Linked DNA regions of Mus musculus: region 2 is linked to region 1. Evidence: chromatin contacts called from public HiChIP or PLAC-seq data. All regions are on one chromosome and are shown on one strand. Each heading gives the region's core, a stretch centred on a gene start, on an enhancer-like site or on the middle of the called end of the contact. The rest is flanking DNA. Distances are from core to core; before and after follow the strand shown.

Evidence for each region. HiChIP or PLAC-seq counts read pairs in DNA pulled down with a chosen protein or histone mark.
Region 2: a contact with region 1 is called in an H3K27ac HiChIP or PLAC-seq map of the NIH/3T3 cell line, with 3 times the contacts expected there. The contact joins the enhancer-like site here to the promoter of Rorc in region 1. A contact is called at or near these places in 4 of 39 promoter capture datasets (the 3T3-L1 cell line, embryonic stem cells, macrophages and 1 more), 1 of 484 Hi-C or Micro-C datasets (Th1 cells), 1 of 115 datasets of contacts at active chromatin or transcription factors (the NIH/3T3 cell line) and 3 of 9 other capture datasets (adipose tissue, liver and pancreatic islet).

The regions. Positions count from the first base shown.
Region 1 is chr3:94,369,489-94,377,013 of GRCm38.p6, reverse strand. It overlaps Rorc (RAR-related orphan receptor gamma), which reads right to left and starts at 4,220. Exons shown (of 11, transcript NM_011281.3): 1 at 4,083-4,220; 2 at 1,950-1,979. The coding sequence starts at 4,122. It overlaps Gm38411 (a long non-coding RNA gene), which reads left to right and starts at 5,991. Exons shown (of 3, transcript XR_867461.1): 1 at 5,991-7,185.
Region 2 is chr3:94,557,823-94,565,347 of GRCm38.p6, reverse strand. It overlaps Snx27 (sorting nexin family member 27), which reads left to right. Exons shown (of 12, transcript NM_001082484.2): 2 at 3,348-3,579. Among named protein-coding and RNA genes, the nearest start is that of Snx27, 21 kb to the left of the region's middle. Within about 2 kb of position 2,802, at least 13 of the 459 cell types and tissues checked have an H3K27ac peak or open chromatin away from gene starts, as enhancers often do. A contact at or near this core is called in the NIH/3T3 cell line, where this site is marked.

The DNA.
Region 1 (7,525 bases), core at 2,971-5,470:
CTCCTACACATGATGCTATCCTGGGCTGAGGAAACGATAGCGGCAGTATCATCAGGCAAATACCCTCTGTAGGATCTGTAGGATGGGTTGGTCCTTCAGAAAGGCCTTTGGAAACAAGACTGCTAGTCTGGGACACAGATAGTGACACTACCATCTTCATCCTCTTAGCAGCAGTGCTTAATTCAGTGTTGGGAATGATTCAGCTCTGTGTGGACTTCATAATCCCCATAAAATACTTTATGTGATAACTACCATTCCAAAGACAAGGAAGGTGAGACACAGAGAGATTAAGTAACCTGCTCAAGATCACACAGTAGTGAATGGTTGAGTAAGGACTTATGGCCAGGTAGAGTGACCTCAGATCCACTGGAGGGATAGAAGGGTATCTCTGGTTCAGGTTTGCATTCGAGTGTGTCTCAGACTGGCCCGTCTCCTGGCACTTGAGTTTCTCTTCAGGTTTTGTTGGTGTGAGATTTCTTATTGATGGATTCATTTGTTTTCCATCTGCTCTGTGGGGTACCTCAGCCTTGGAGGTTCCTCTTCTGGCCCCTTAGTCATTCGGTCCCCTCTTGGTCTGGGTGTGCCCCCGGGTTTCTCAGCTTGGACCCCTTTCTTGAGGTTATTTCACTTGGGAGGCAGTTTTTATTGTCTTGGCCTGGGGTTGGGGCCAAGACAATAAAAACTCAAGGAGCTCAACCTCCTTGAGAGGTCTTCAATCTTTCTGGTTAGTAAAAAGCTCTCTCTGCGAGCTTGGGAATTGGACATTGGATGGATGAGGGTAACTAGCCTGGATCCTCAGGAGGACACATGGTAAGGGTTAAAGGATGGGAGGCAGGTCTAAAAGCTTGGCTTGGTCTCTCCCAGTTTCCACTCTCCAAAAGTCCCCCTCTACACCCCCAAGTGTGGTCCCTGGTCCCCTCCCCCAGCTTGCCTGCGTCATTCTGACTCGCTTTCCTCCCAGGGCCCTGCTCAGCGTTTCCGTGGGGCCCTGTGGCTAGTGCACAGGAGGCTGATCAGGATTATGCTGAGCCAAGCAGCTCCGACCCCCCCCAGGAGGATGGAGCCCCAAGCTCAGGGAGGAGGGATGCTGGGACAGGAAGGCCACAGATGGCTTTTGTAGTGGGGACAGATTGGTGGGCAACCAATGAGTATGTGATGGAAGAGTAGAGGTGACCTCCTCTGATGAGATTGTCACTATTAACTTAATGACCATGCTTGTGGCTTTTCCAGAGTGCCCCCAAGGTGCTGAGGGTATGCACGAACCCCTGGGGAGGACTTTGGTGGAGCGGGCACATTTTGTAGGGGAATAGCTTCTCTCTATGTGGCTGGATTGGGGGTGCTGCACTGGCCTGAGACAGATGTTTACTTGCAAGTGTCCATTGGGAAGCCCTTCTGGAACTCTGGTCTCTTCCTCGTACACTGCAGTCTGAGGATTTCGGGTTCCTGTCCACTCATTCTTACAGAGACAAGGCTTTCCTACTCTCTAGCTCTGCAGAGCCTCTCTCCAGGCTTGCTCACACCTCAGAATGTGTTAACCACAGAGATGAACACCAAACCTGGCTCTGCCACCACAAAGCCCTGGGCACGCTCCCAGGCCTCCTATTGTGGCTGCTGAGTTCTGAGGCTGGGGTGGCCTTCACCTCCTCCCTGGTCAGACACAGCAGCTGAGCCTCTGTCCAGCACCCTGCCCTCCTCTTTCCCAGTTCCCCTTTTCTTTCTATGCTTGTAACTTGGCACCCCTTGGGCTTCTTTTTTTTTTTTTTTTTTTTTTTTGGTCCTGGCCTATAAGCCTATAAGTCTTTCCCTTTGGCCCTTATCTCTTGGGCTTTGCAGTCTTAGCCTGATTCTTCCAATTCTGTCCAGTCCCGGGTGTTCTTTCACTCATGCCTCCTGAACTGAATGCTTTTGCCATACCCCGTGCCACCTTCTTGGCCCAAACCCCTACTCACAGGTGTGGGTCTTCTTTGCAGCCAGCAGCTCTGTAAAGAGAAGGAAGGGATCAGTGAATAGTTGAAGATGTTAGGGGAAAAGCCAAAGACTTCCCCAGTTCCTGGCTCCTGCCCTGCCCCATTTTTACCCCAGCACTACCTGGCCTCTGAGAAGCTGGGCCCCTTGGCAGAGCCCATCACTTTGCCCTTTGGCCACACTGGCCCTCTTCCAGGTCCTGAAAGTGCCCAGCTCCTCTCTGCCTCCAGGACTTCCTCATGTCACACTCTACCCTCCCTCCCCCATTTAGCTAGATCTCAGATGTCTCTCTTTTCCTCTGGGGCAGCCTCCCATGCCCTGTCCCCTGCCCTGGGGTTTACTCAGCCAGCACTCTGCATTGTTTCCTGGCACTTGACATAACAGACAACTGCCCTAGGTATGCCATCATCCCTTCTAGATTGTAAGCCCGTCTGGAGACAGAGCCTCTGTCTGTCTTGTTCAGCTTGTTGCTCTGGGGAACAGCAAGAACCCTCTAGTATCTGGTGCATTTGACGTACACACATATTCTGCACCCAGAGGGAATGCAGTCTTTTGGTTGCTTATCTGTGCCTGAAAGCAAGAGGGAGCTGCAGAGGTGTGGGGCTGGGAGTGCATGGGGAGGGTGGGCGAAGAGGAAGACAAGGAGGGCCGAGCTGCAGATAGACCCTCTCTGGCCGCCACTGTGCTTCACCTGCCCACAAGCCTGCAGAGGGAAGATCCCTTTGCCTTGCTGCTTTGCTCGTGGATGGGTCTGGGTGGAGATCAGACAGGAGGAGGCACCCCATGGTTCGTGGAGGTTTACAGAGATGCTCTGCTGTCCAGGGGAGCAGCAGCTGAGGGGAGAGTCATGGTTACTGCATAGTTACAGGGCTGTTTACATATCTGGGATGAAATCAGCATGCAGTCAGTATTTGGGAAACACCTAGAGAGGGAGCCCTTGGCAAAAGAGGCCGCAACCCATTTCCTATATCCAGGGTGCCTAGGGCCAGTCTTCTGTTCCAGAAAGCCCATTAGCCCTGTCTGTAATGTCCCTAACCTTTGATTCCTTTCTGTTACTTTTTGCCTTCTGCTGTCCAAGCCTGGCACACATGTCCTGTCCCTCCTTCACTGTCCCTCTGCCAGGAGATGCACTCTGCAGCCAGGCTTCCTGCATTTCATTGCCGTGATAGTAAATGGGGCCTGGTAGCCTGTTCCCCGGGTGGGGGAGGGGAAGGTCTGCCCAGAGAGGGTGTGGCTTCATGCCATGCCCACCTCCCTGCTAATCCTGTCTGGCCCTACTCAGTTTCCTCCCTGACGTGGCACCCTTGTCCAGCCTCCAACTTTGCAATTCAGAGCAGTCTTGCATGGGGACACTCCCCTTGTTGGCCCCCACTCCCACTCCCACCCCGGAGCCTTTCTCTAGTGGCCCTAGAAGCTGGCACTTCTGTCGTTCACTCTCTCTAGGTTCCCAGCTGACAAGCATGGGAGGGAGGGAGGGGATGTCCTGTTCTGAAGGGCTCCCTCCTCACTCCATCGGGGGACTGTTCCCCAGTTCCTTTCTGTGCTCCACAGGTGCCTCACACAGCAAAGATAAAACTCCGTGCTCGGACCAGCTTGAAGGAAAGCGTGGGACTGCTGGGCTAGAGCAGCTGGCATGGTGCAACTGCATCTTCTCTCCCAGGTCCCCCACCCCCAGCCCCTGCGCCAGAACGGCAGCCACTTGTGAATGAATAGGAAGGCGGAGAGTCACCCTTCCAGCCGCTGCTGCCCAGGGTTCTGTGGCAGGCAGGGAGGGGCCTGCTCACACCTGGGAGCCAGCCCCATTCCCATCCTCTCGATCAAGCCTCCCTAACACAGCTCCTCCCTCCTGCCCCCACTCCAACCTGTCTCTTCCTTCTTGCCCTCCCCGTCTTCCCAGGTCTCCTGCTGTTACCCTAGGCCCTCTTCCTGTCCCCCCCCTACAGTTATGTAAAGACTCGGTCCTACCTCACCGCTTTGCTCTGTCTGCCAGTCCATCTCCCCTCTGCTCACCTCTCTTCTCCCCAGTTCTTTCTTTCCCAGTCTCTTCGCCTCCCTCCCCTCCTCTGAGCCCCCTGACAGTCCCTTCCACCTGCCTGCAGGGCTTTAGGGTCTCTTACCCCGAGATGTCCGGTGGTGTCTCTGTGGGGCCCTGTCCATGGGGTAGCTCCCTTGGTGCCGTCCTTGCTGCCCTGGCTGCCCAGGAGGGCAGGGAGCAGGGCCCAAGGGAGGGAGGAGGGAAGAGGGAGGGAGCACCTGGCCCGTCAGCAGGCAGGGGAAAGGAGTGGCTGGCAGAGTGTCCTGGCACAGGAGGGGACTCAGGGAGAGAGCAGTGGACCAGTGTCTGGAGTCTTGAGGAAAAACAGGTGAAAGGGAGCTAGTACTTATTAATTACCTACTGTATGCTGAGTTTTTGCCAGGCCTTGTAGGTAAATCAGAATTTTTTTGTTTGTTTTTTGGAATCCCACATGATAACCCCCTACAGGCACGAGTGATTATTCATAATCATGAACCAATTGCTGCCCAGAATAGAAAAGACTTGCCAGGAATTCACAAGGGCAATTCGTGATTGAGTTGAGATTTGAACCTGGTCTCTGTAACTTTTTTAGGACAGGTGACAGAATAGCAAGAAAGGGAGGCAGGAAGAGTGAAGAGAAAAGACAGCCTCTGTGTGTGTGTGTGTGTGTGTGTGTGTGCACTCTGATCTCCAGGATGGGATCAGATATACTTCCCTGCAGCTTGGGTTCCCCCAGCACATGTCTTGCTTTGCCTCTCTCTAACTCCATGCTGCCCACCTCTGGATTTTCCAGGCTTCTAGATGCTTCCCATACTTCTGGTGTGGTGGGGGGAGGTGTGGAGGAGGAAGAGCAAATTGAGAGGTGAGGGGTGTTGGAGGGAGAGCAGAAGAGAGCAACTGCACTGGACCAACAAGTTGAGAGGAGGGAATCCTCCCCCCTCCTCCCGGTTCTCCCTTCCCCCTCCCCCACGACCCCGTAATTCTGTTCACATAAAGGCCTGCACTGGAGTCTGAGAAGGACCAAGAGCCAAGACTTCTGTGAATATTGGATGCCTCAGTTCGGCATGTCCTCTGCCCAGAGTTTGATTAGCTGTGCCTGGCTTTCCTGCTTACCCAACAACCGCTGGCTAGGGGCCAGGCTGGGAGCAGGAGGCTCCCAACCCCTCCTCCTGCTTTCTCCAGCTGGTAAACAGCAGGGCAGGAGCCGGCCACGCCAGGGCCTCGTGACTCGCCCACTCCCTCCACCTGGTGCACGTGGCACCTGGCGTGGAGAGGGCAGGCAGCTGTCCCTTCGCTCCCAGCATTCCATTCTCCACCGTTGGCCCTCCGTGGAGCTTCACACTGTGCAACCAGTAGCACCCAGTGCTCTAGGGAGCTGAGTCTCCTAAGAGTCAGAGACAAAGATTAGGAGGAATAGCCGTTCTTAGCCCCAGGGAGACTGAAAAGTGTAGGGGTGTAGGGTGACTTTTGAGGGCCTTTGAGGCTTTGACTAGTCCTAAGTCCTTTATATGTATACATATATGTGTGTGTCTGTATAGGTGGGTGTGTGTACACGTGTGAGTGTGCATGTCTGTGGAGGATAGAGATTAAAATTTGATGTCTGCCTCAATTACCTTTTACCTTTTTGTTTTGTTTTGTTTTGTTTTGTTTTTTTGAGACAGGGTCTCCCATGGAACGGAGAACTCGCCATCTTGGTTAGCCAGATTGGCAAGTGATTTCTAGGGTTTCTACGACCCCATTGTTGAGACTACAAGTACCTACCTACCTATCTACCACTGTACCCATTTTGTGATGTGGGTTCTGGGGGATTAAACCTTGACCCTTGGGTAGGAGAGATGGCTCAGTGGTTAAGAGCACTGACTGCTCTTCCAGAGGTCCTGAGTTCAATTCCCAGCAACCACATGGTGGCTCACAACCATCTGTAATGGGATCTGATGCCCTCTTCTGGTGTGTCTGAAGAGAGTGATAGTGTGCTCATATACATAAAATAAATAAATCTTAAAAAACAAAAACCAAAAAACCAAAAAACCCCCCAAAACCCTTGACCCCAGTGTGTTTGTGGCAGTACTCCACTGACTAGGTCATCTCTGACTTCACGGTCTTTGGTGGTAAACAGGCCCATGTATACTGTTCTTCTCAAAACACAATGCCAATCTGGAGAGCTTTGAAAAGAGGCAAAGTGATGGCACCCCTACCTAGGAACAGAGTCAGAAAGAGGCTTCTGGAAAGGTTAGGGCACTCAAAGGATGGGGACCTTAATGGCCTGCCTCTATCCCAGAGCTATCCCCTCCTGCTCTTCTGTGCTCCTATCTGCCCATCACTGCTCAGTTTTCTGTGCCTCACCAGCTCGCTTTCATCTCCCTTAGTTATTGTTCTTCTTTCTTCTTTTCACTTATCTTTTTTTAATAGTATGGGTGTTTTGCCTGCATGTTTATTTGTGCACCATTTGTGTGTTTGGTTCACTATGCAGGAAAGAAAAAGATATCAGGTGCCCTGGAACTGGAGTCATACATGACTGTGAGCCACTGTGTGGATGCTGGGAATTGAACCTGGGTTCTTCTGGAAGAGCAGCCTGTGCTCTTAACTGCTGAACCCCGCCCCTCCTCTCATTTTCCTAGGGTGACCTCCAACTCACAACATTGCCTTGGGTGTGCTGGGGTTACAGACCTGCATCGCTGACCAGGTCCTTTTCTCTTGGTGATTATGGGTCTTAAGACCTTCCAGATGACCCCTCCCTCAAGCTAGAGGCACAGGGTGGAGGCCCCTAGGGATGCTTTCAGATGCCACACAGTATGGCAGTGGCAGACACTGCCTGGCACTGTCAGAATGACTGTGAGGGCTCAGGAAGCGACCGGGTCCTGGCTTGAGAGTGGCTTTCTTCTAAGCTACTCTTTCATTTCAGCATTCGAGACCTTCATTCCTACGTGTTGCTAAGATGATCTCACTCAGTAGTCCAAGATGGCCTTGAACATTCATGGCTATCCAGTTCCTTCAGCCTTCTGAGGGCTGGGATTACAGGCATCATCCTACCCAGCTTTTGGCCCTGCCTCCAGCATGGGGGGGTGGGTGATTAGGGTGGGGTTCCCTATTCAGACTGATACTGCCACCAGAGAGTTCTCTGTGCTTCCAGCTATCAGGAGATCACGCCCACAGGAGGAACTGTTCCAACAGCTTCAACTATTTGTTCCTCCCACAGTGGCCATAGGGTGAGTGTACAGCTGTCATCCAGTGTGACCTTGGGATTTACCGGGCTGGTAAAGCTCAGAGTAGGTTGTGGTGATTATGCCCCCTGGGTGTTCTTGCCTGACCCCCACCCCCACCCCCAGCTCCCCACCCCTGGCTTGCTGTAACCAAGGCTCTTTTCTGTAGGAACAGTGCTTTCTAAAGCAGAGCAGGGGCTATTTCCTCCTCAAATACATTCTTTTTTTTCTTTTTTTTTTTATTAGGTATTTTCCTCGTTTACATTTTCAATGCTATCCCAAAGGTCCCCCATACCCACCCCCCCCAATCCCCTACCCACCCACTCCCCCTTTTTGGCCCTGGCGT
Region 2 (7,525 bases), core at 1,553-4,052, 190 kb before region 1:
AGCTGCTCCTGTTGCTGTCTGGCTGTTTATAACCCTCTCTTAAATTTCTCTGGAGTCTTTCTGGGATTTATTTATTTTTGACACAGTCTCACTCTCTTGCTCTGGCTGGCCTGGACTCACTATATAAAGCAGGCTAGCCTTGAACGCACAGAAGCCTCTGCTTCCAGATTTGCTGGGATCAAAAGTACATGGCACTGTAGCCAGCTTCAGGGAGGACTTTTATGAGTGACTCAAGGAGCAGTTCATTTCTGTTTACAGCTTGAAGTTGTGTTTTGAAATCAGGAGTTTTTAATCTTTTTGGAGATTACATATTCTTTTTTGAAACCAATGAAAGACATGCACTCTCCAGAAATGCTCTCCCCAGAAAACATATACATGCACATAAATACACTTTTACCTACAAATTTTGTAGGGTCACTAATTTCCAAGACTATAAACAAAGTACTCCAAGATGGGGTGACATATGCTGTGATGTCCATACTAGGGAGCTGTGGCAGCAGAAGTGAAGTCAGGGTGTGGCTGCAAAGTCAGATCCTGTCTGGGAACGCTGGGGAAAGTGTTCATTCCTCCCGGAGGGGGGTGGGGGGAGGGCAGAGCCATGGGGGGTAGTTTTTCCTGTAATAAATATATGTTTGCTCTGCTAAAAAAAACAAACAATGCTTTAAAGGAAAAAAAGGGCTCTGTAGAGAGACTGTCTTTTTTTTTTTTTAAGAGTTATTTATTTTATATATGTGGGTATACTGTCACTATCTCCAGACACACCAGAAGAGGGCATCGGAGTCCATCACAGATGGTTGTGTGCCACCATGTGGTTGCTGGAATTGAATTGAACACAGGATCTTTGGTAGAGCAGTTAGTGCTCTTAACCGCTGAGCCATCCCTCCAGCCTGAGAGACTGTCTCAAAAACAAAAACAAAAGGAAAAACAAAAGGAAAATAGTAAGATTTGAGGATATATTCACAAAACAATCTTGTTAGTGTTTAGGATATTGTATTTTTGAGTCTTTGAGATGTTTTATGTCTCCTATTTTATTGAAAAATTAAAATGAATATTTGTTAATAAGCTAAGGTCCTTAGGGATCAATACATCCTGTGATGATTTCTAACCTTGTCAGTTGAGTTTTCTCAGAAGTATTAAGATGATGAACTCCTTTGCCAGCTCATAAGTTTAGGTTTCAGTTTCTTGTCCCCCCAGTGTCTTGATGCATGATGTCATGCCCGCTCTGAGCTCTAAACTGAACCCCAGGTGCCCCACTATGAGCTCTACTCTACACCCCTTCTCAGTCTCATCTCCTTCTTACTCCTCTCCTTTCTTGCTTGGCTTTTTAAAGTGAGTATCGTAGCTCATGTTGGCCTGGAAGCAGAGATCCTCATGTCTCTGCCTCCAGGATTATGTTTGAAAAGTTGGAATTTCATAGTCTGGTTTCTTTTCAGATTGTATAAATTGGAATTTCTATCACAAAGACACCCTTAATTTTTATGTATAGAACTGATGGTTTTGGTTAAATCACTACTTTTAAGAATTTACTTATAATTAGAATTTTAGGTTGAGAAATGTCAGGAGTTTTGAGGATCAGAGAATTTTTCTTTTTCTGAGTTTTTGGAGACAGCGCCTTGCCATGTAGCACATGCTAGTAATCCTCCTGCGTGCTCAGCTTACAGACTGAGTGCGGTACCCAGCCGGGTTTACTGCCTACATTGCTAAAGGAGAAATGGGGGGGTGAGGGGAGGCTGGCTGAGGTCTCTCCTTTCTGCTCTGTTTATACAGATGGGTGTTTTAGATACAAGGCTAGTCCACGGCTGAAAACTCAGCATTCTCTTCAGGAAGGGAAGACCCTAAAGGTTTGGAACAGAACTGAAAAAATAGTCTAACTCTAACAGGAGGATAAACTTTAAATAGTAAAGTGAGTAGAGGCCAGGTGTATTTTAACTGTGTCTCTGGTGAGTGCCAGGGAACCTTGAGGCCAGCTGCTCAGTGGTTTTACTGAGGCAGCTCACTAGGTCAGCGTTCTGGGAAGGCTGTCAGTTTGTTGAGTATTTGTGGGACTAGGCACCTTTCTTAACAAAGTTATTGTTCTTCTGTATCTTACACTTCTCCTTGTTTCAGGGTCTGTACAAGTGAAGTGAATAGGTTGACTTGTGTATAACTGTAGGTGCGTATTTCTTGGTTTGGACAGATTATACAGAGTTTAAAGTGAAATGTATGGAGGAGAAAATGTTTAGCTTATTCATATATCCAAATCATCCTATGAGATTATCCAGGCTGATTGGGAGAACAAAAGAAGTTAGGTCAAATAATAGAATTTAAAAAATAATTTTAAAATGTTTATTTTATGTACATTGGTGTTCTGACTGCATGTGTGTCTGTATGAGGGTGTCAGAGCCCCTGGAACTGGAGTCACAGACAATTGTGAGCTGCCATGTGGGTGCTAGGAACTGACTCCAGGTCCTTTGGAAGAGCAGCCAGTGCTCCTAATTGCTGAGCAATCTCTCTAGCCCCTGAAAATAATGCAGTTTAGAGAGGTAATCTTGTCCATTTAGAAGCCAAGAGATAGAGGAAACTGGTCTATATGCAGGTTAATACTTTTTAACTATCAAGATAATAAATTCGTATAAAGGAAGGTTAATTTGAAGATATGGGGAAAATGTATATATAATTTAAGTAACTATCTTGGGGGCACACCTACAATCTCTACAAAGGGGAGTTTTTTAAAAGAAAATCTCTGGGGTTGGAGATATGACTCAGTGGTTGAGAATGTATAATGCTGTTGCAGAGGACCCAAGTTTGGTTTTCCAGTACCCATCTTGGATGGCTCACAGTGGCCTGTAACTCTAGCTCCAGGCCTCCGGCCTCTGTGTTTATGTGCACATACCCATATATACACATAATTAAAAATAGTAGAAATAAGTCTTAGGAAGGAAATCCCCTTGAAGTGTAGGTGAACAGACTGTAGTAAAAGTGGGAGAAGTATTCAAGGCACTTTGATAGTATTGTACATATGGCTGGTTAAAACAAGGGAAGCAGACTGTTGGGATGGCTAAAATGAGCTTTATTTCTCCCCAGCATCCCCATCTTTCCCACATGCTTTCCTGAATCGAGCAGTGTGTAGCATTCTGGACTAGAGGAAGGGTAGGTCTCTCCTGTTTGCATTTCCTCTCCCTGCCATAAGTTCACAAACAGCCTTTTCACTTTAGACTCTGAAAGATAAACAGCTTTTCTGGAACCAGATGAATCTTTTGATTCTATGGCTCATACTATGACACTGGAGTGGGGACAGGAGGGTGGAGTTACAAAGTGTTTGAACCCGTCTGGTTTATGGGACTGTTTTTTTCCCTTTTTCCCCTTAGGAACGGCGTGAATGTTGAGGGGGCGACACACAAGCAGGTGGTGGACCTGATCCGAGCAGGCGAGAAGGAATTGATCTTGACAGTGTTGTCTGTACCTCCTCATGAGGCTGATAACCTAGATCCCAGTGACGACTCCTTGGGACAATCATTTTATGATTACACAGAAAAGCAAGCAGTGCCCATATCGGTCCCCACATACAAACATGTGGAGCAGAATGGTGAGAAGTTTGTGGTGAGTGTCAGCCCAACTTGATCCTCAAACATGTAGTTAGCTTGTATTTCCCTCAGTCTCATTGTGAGTATATTTCAGGAGATCAAATAAGACTGCAGCCTTGGCCAGTTTGTCAGGAAGTTAGGCTCACTCAGAGAAGATCTTGACACTAATTGATTTATTGCAGGGGGTGGCCTACAGTAATAAGTTTCTGCATAAGAACAATTTTGTTTAATTTTCTGACAGTTTCAAGTTTGTATTTGTGAATATTATTTTTAACCATATGTCTCTGCTAGCTGTAGTCTGATTTACTGTTGGCTCTGGAGCTATAGAGCGAGATAATTTTAAAAGATACCTTCCAAAATATTTGGGTAATACAGAGGTTTGTCATTTTGAAGCTTGTGCATTCCTGTACTCATTCCTCTCCACACCTTGTTCTTTCAGTTCTTGGTGATGTCTGTGTGCATGATTAACTCCTGAGTTTTCCCCTCGAGGCCCTAGTATACTTTGACTGCAATTCCCTGAGCTGTTTTGCACATTTCTATTTTGTGGATAAGTAGAACTCATCTTGAATTTTAGGTGATATGTGACAGCCTGTTTCCCATGGTGCTTGTCTTCAAACCTTAGCTGCTGCTGTTTATTTGTTCTCTTGGTTGCACTGTGTACTTATTTACCTTTAATTGTTTCAGAAACATTGACATAAAAAGCATAAATTATTTAATTCTTTTTAGAAATGTAGTGGGTTCTGTTAGATATTGGCAAATAGACTACAGGTGTCTAGAGCTGGCCTGTAGGGCTGGGGATCTAGCTCAGTGGGTAGTGTTTAACTAACATACATAAGGTTCTACGTTTAACACTCTATAAAATAAAAAACTGATATGCTGATTAAAGTTACTGCCTCTAAAAGTAGAATTTGTCCCATGTATAGGAATGTGCTGCTAAGTGCTTGTGGAATTCTTCCTAGGGGCAGGGGGATGCTGAACAAAACAAGTTAGCTGGGGATAATTGCACATAGGTTTTGTGGCAGCATGGTCTCTGTGTTCTTAGAGCTGTACACAAACTTTAGAAATGAGAGCTGATTAGTTATGGAACTTTTTGAGAATTAACCTAGGACTTTGGAAACTTCTGTAAGCCTTGAGACAAGGAATGAAACTACTAATTATTCTTTTGTAAAGGGTCAGTTTTATTAGCAAAGTTTTTGTATGTTAACTTTCATCTGCCTAGATGTCCAGTTTTATGATGTTTATAGTCTTTTATGTACTACCACATAAGGACAGAATACTTTCAGCAGCCCCAAGTTCCCCTGTTATGTTTTATAGTTATTTTCCTTTGTTAACTAACCACTGATCTGCTTTCTGTCTCTATATTTCTCTCTCTCTCTCTCTCTCTCTTGGAATGCCAAACAAACAATGTGTACTTGTATTAGTTACTGCAGCAAAACACCACACAGCAGTAAGCTGAGGAAGGGAAGGTTTGTTTGGGCTCATGGTTCAAGTACTCAGTGTTAGGGAAGGCATGGGGGCTGGAGTGTTTCCAGTTGCTGTGGTTGGAAGCCATAGGCAGTCAGTCACATCACGCCCACACCCAGGAAGCAGGAAGAGATGAATGCTTAACTTGCTTTCTCCTTTTAACTTTTATTCAGCCTGTGAATGGCGTTGCCCGCATTCAGGGTAGTCCTGCCCTCCTCCGTGAACTCCTTTGGAAATGAAAGGTTACCTTCTGTATCAAGTCAAGTTAACAGTAAAGATTAACTACTTCAGTACTGTGTATGTGTGAGTGCACACACGTGCTTGTGCATGCAGAGACTTGAGGTCATCATTGAGTGTCTTTCCTTAGTTACTTTTCAACTTTATTATTATTAGCTCTTTACATTTTTTTATTTGTGTGTTGGGGTTGGGGTGTGGATATTTGCGTTCATGGGTGTGTATAGGTCAGCAAACAACATGTGTGGGAGTTGGTTCTCTCCTACCATGTAGGTTCCAGGGATTGAACTCAGGTCATCAGGCTTTGTGGCAAGCCACCTTACCAACTGAGCCATCTTACTGACCCTCTTCTATGTTACAAGAAACTGCAGAGCTTACAAGATGTCTCATTGGTTAAGAGTGCTTGCTGCACAACTATGAGGACCTGAGTTTAGATACCCATGGAACAAGCCAGATGAGTGGAGACAGGATCATCACTGGAACTTGCTGACTGCCAGACTGTCTGAGAAGTAAGAGCCCTTGCCTCCAAGTAACAAGGCAGAAGTGATGGAGGAAGACAGTCAATGTCCTCTGTTGTTTGTACACCACATTACACAGGTATGCACGAACACACTCATGTATTCACTGCACACATACAAATCCCTGCCAGACTAGGACTGGATGTGTAACTCAGAGGGAGATACTATGCTTAGCGTCCATGAAGCTCTGGTCAGGCCCTAGCAACAAAATCAGGTGTACAAGAGAACATTCCTGTAATCCTAGCACTCGAGCTAGAGACAGGGGATCAGCAGTTCAAGGGCCTTCTCAGCTACACAGTTACGTTTGAGGCCAGTCTGGTCTATAGGAAACCCTGTTTGAAAAATTCAACAGAAAAGAAAAGAAACTGACAAGCTGCTTTTTAAAAGTGCCTTTGTCATGTTTTCTCATTTGCAGTAGAGAATTCTAGTTTTCTATAACTTCAATATTTGGTATTTTAATTACACCCCCATCACCCCCATAGGGACTTGCCATATATCCCTGGGTGGCATTTAACTCATGGTTTTCCTGCCTCAGACCAGAGATGTCAGATCTTAGAGCAATTGGTTATGAGCTTCTGGTTGGAACCAAACTTGGGTTCTCTTAACCACAGAGCCATCCTTACTACAGAGTATTCTGGTTTTTATTTTGTTAAGTATTTTTCTTATGTATGTGTGTGTGTCTGTGTTAGTGTATGCCAACTGTTTGTAGGTACTTGCAGAGGTGAGAAGAAGGTGTTGGATCCCTGGGGCTGGAGTAATGGGAGGGCATGGTCGTTGGCAAGAGCAGAGAGTGCGCTTGACCACTAAGCCATTCCTCCAGCCCCCTGGTGGGCATTCTTGTGGGTATAGTGATATCCCACTTCAGTTTTAATTTATACTTATCTAATAACTCATTGGTAATGAATTGATTTCCGTAGATTAATAGCCATTCATCTGTTATCATTGGTGTGGAGGTTCTGTTAATTTTCTGTTCATGTAACATTTTGGTTGTTTATTATTCTGTTATAAGAATTTATTATGTGTACTGAGTGTAAATCCTCTCTTAGATGTTTTGTATTTTCCTGGTCTGTGGCTTGGCTTTTAATTTTTTAAACTGTTTTAAAGAGTGGAAGTTAGAAACTTTGGTGAAGTTCACTTTATCAAATTTTAATGTTTTAGAAAAGCTGCCTGTCTTAGTCAGGGTTTCTATTCCTGCACAAACCTCAGGACCAAGAAGCAAGTTGGGGAGGAAAGGGTTTATTTGGCTTACACTTCCATACTGCTGTTCATCACCAAAGGAAGTCAAGACTGGAACTCAAGCAGATCAGGAAGCAGGAGCTGATGCAGAGGCCATGGAGGGATGTTCTTTACTGGCTTGCTTCCCCTGGCTTGCTCAGCCTGCTCTCTTATAGAACCCAAGACTACCAGCTCAGAGATGGTCCCACTCACAAGGGGCCTTTCCCCTTGATCACTAATTGAGAAAATGCCTGACAGTTGTATCTCATGGAGGCATTTCCTCAACTGAAGCTCCTTTCTCTATGATAACTCCAGCTGTGTCAAGTTGACACAAAACTAGCCAGTACACTGCCTAAGCCCAGAATGTCAACCCTTCCACCCCCAGCTCTCTTCAGGGACTTACCATATAGCCTAGTCTGGCCTTGGCCTCATGATGCTCCTGCCTTAGACTTCTGAAAGCTGAGGCTGCAGTTATGTTCTACCGTGCCTTACTTTATTTTTCTGTTTTTTTTTTTATAAATGTTTTATAGT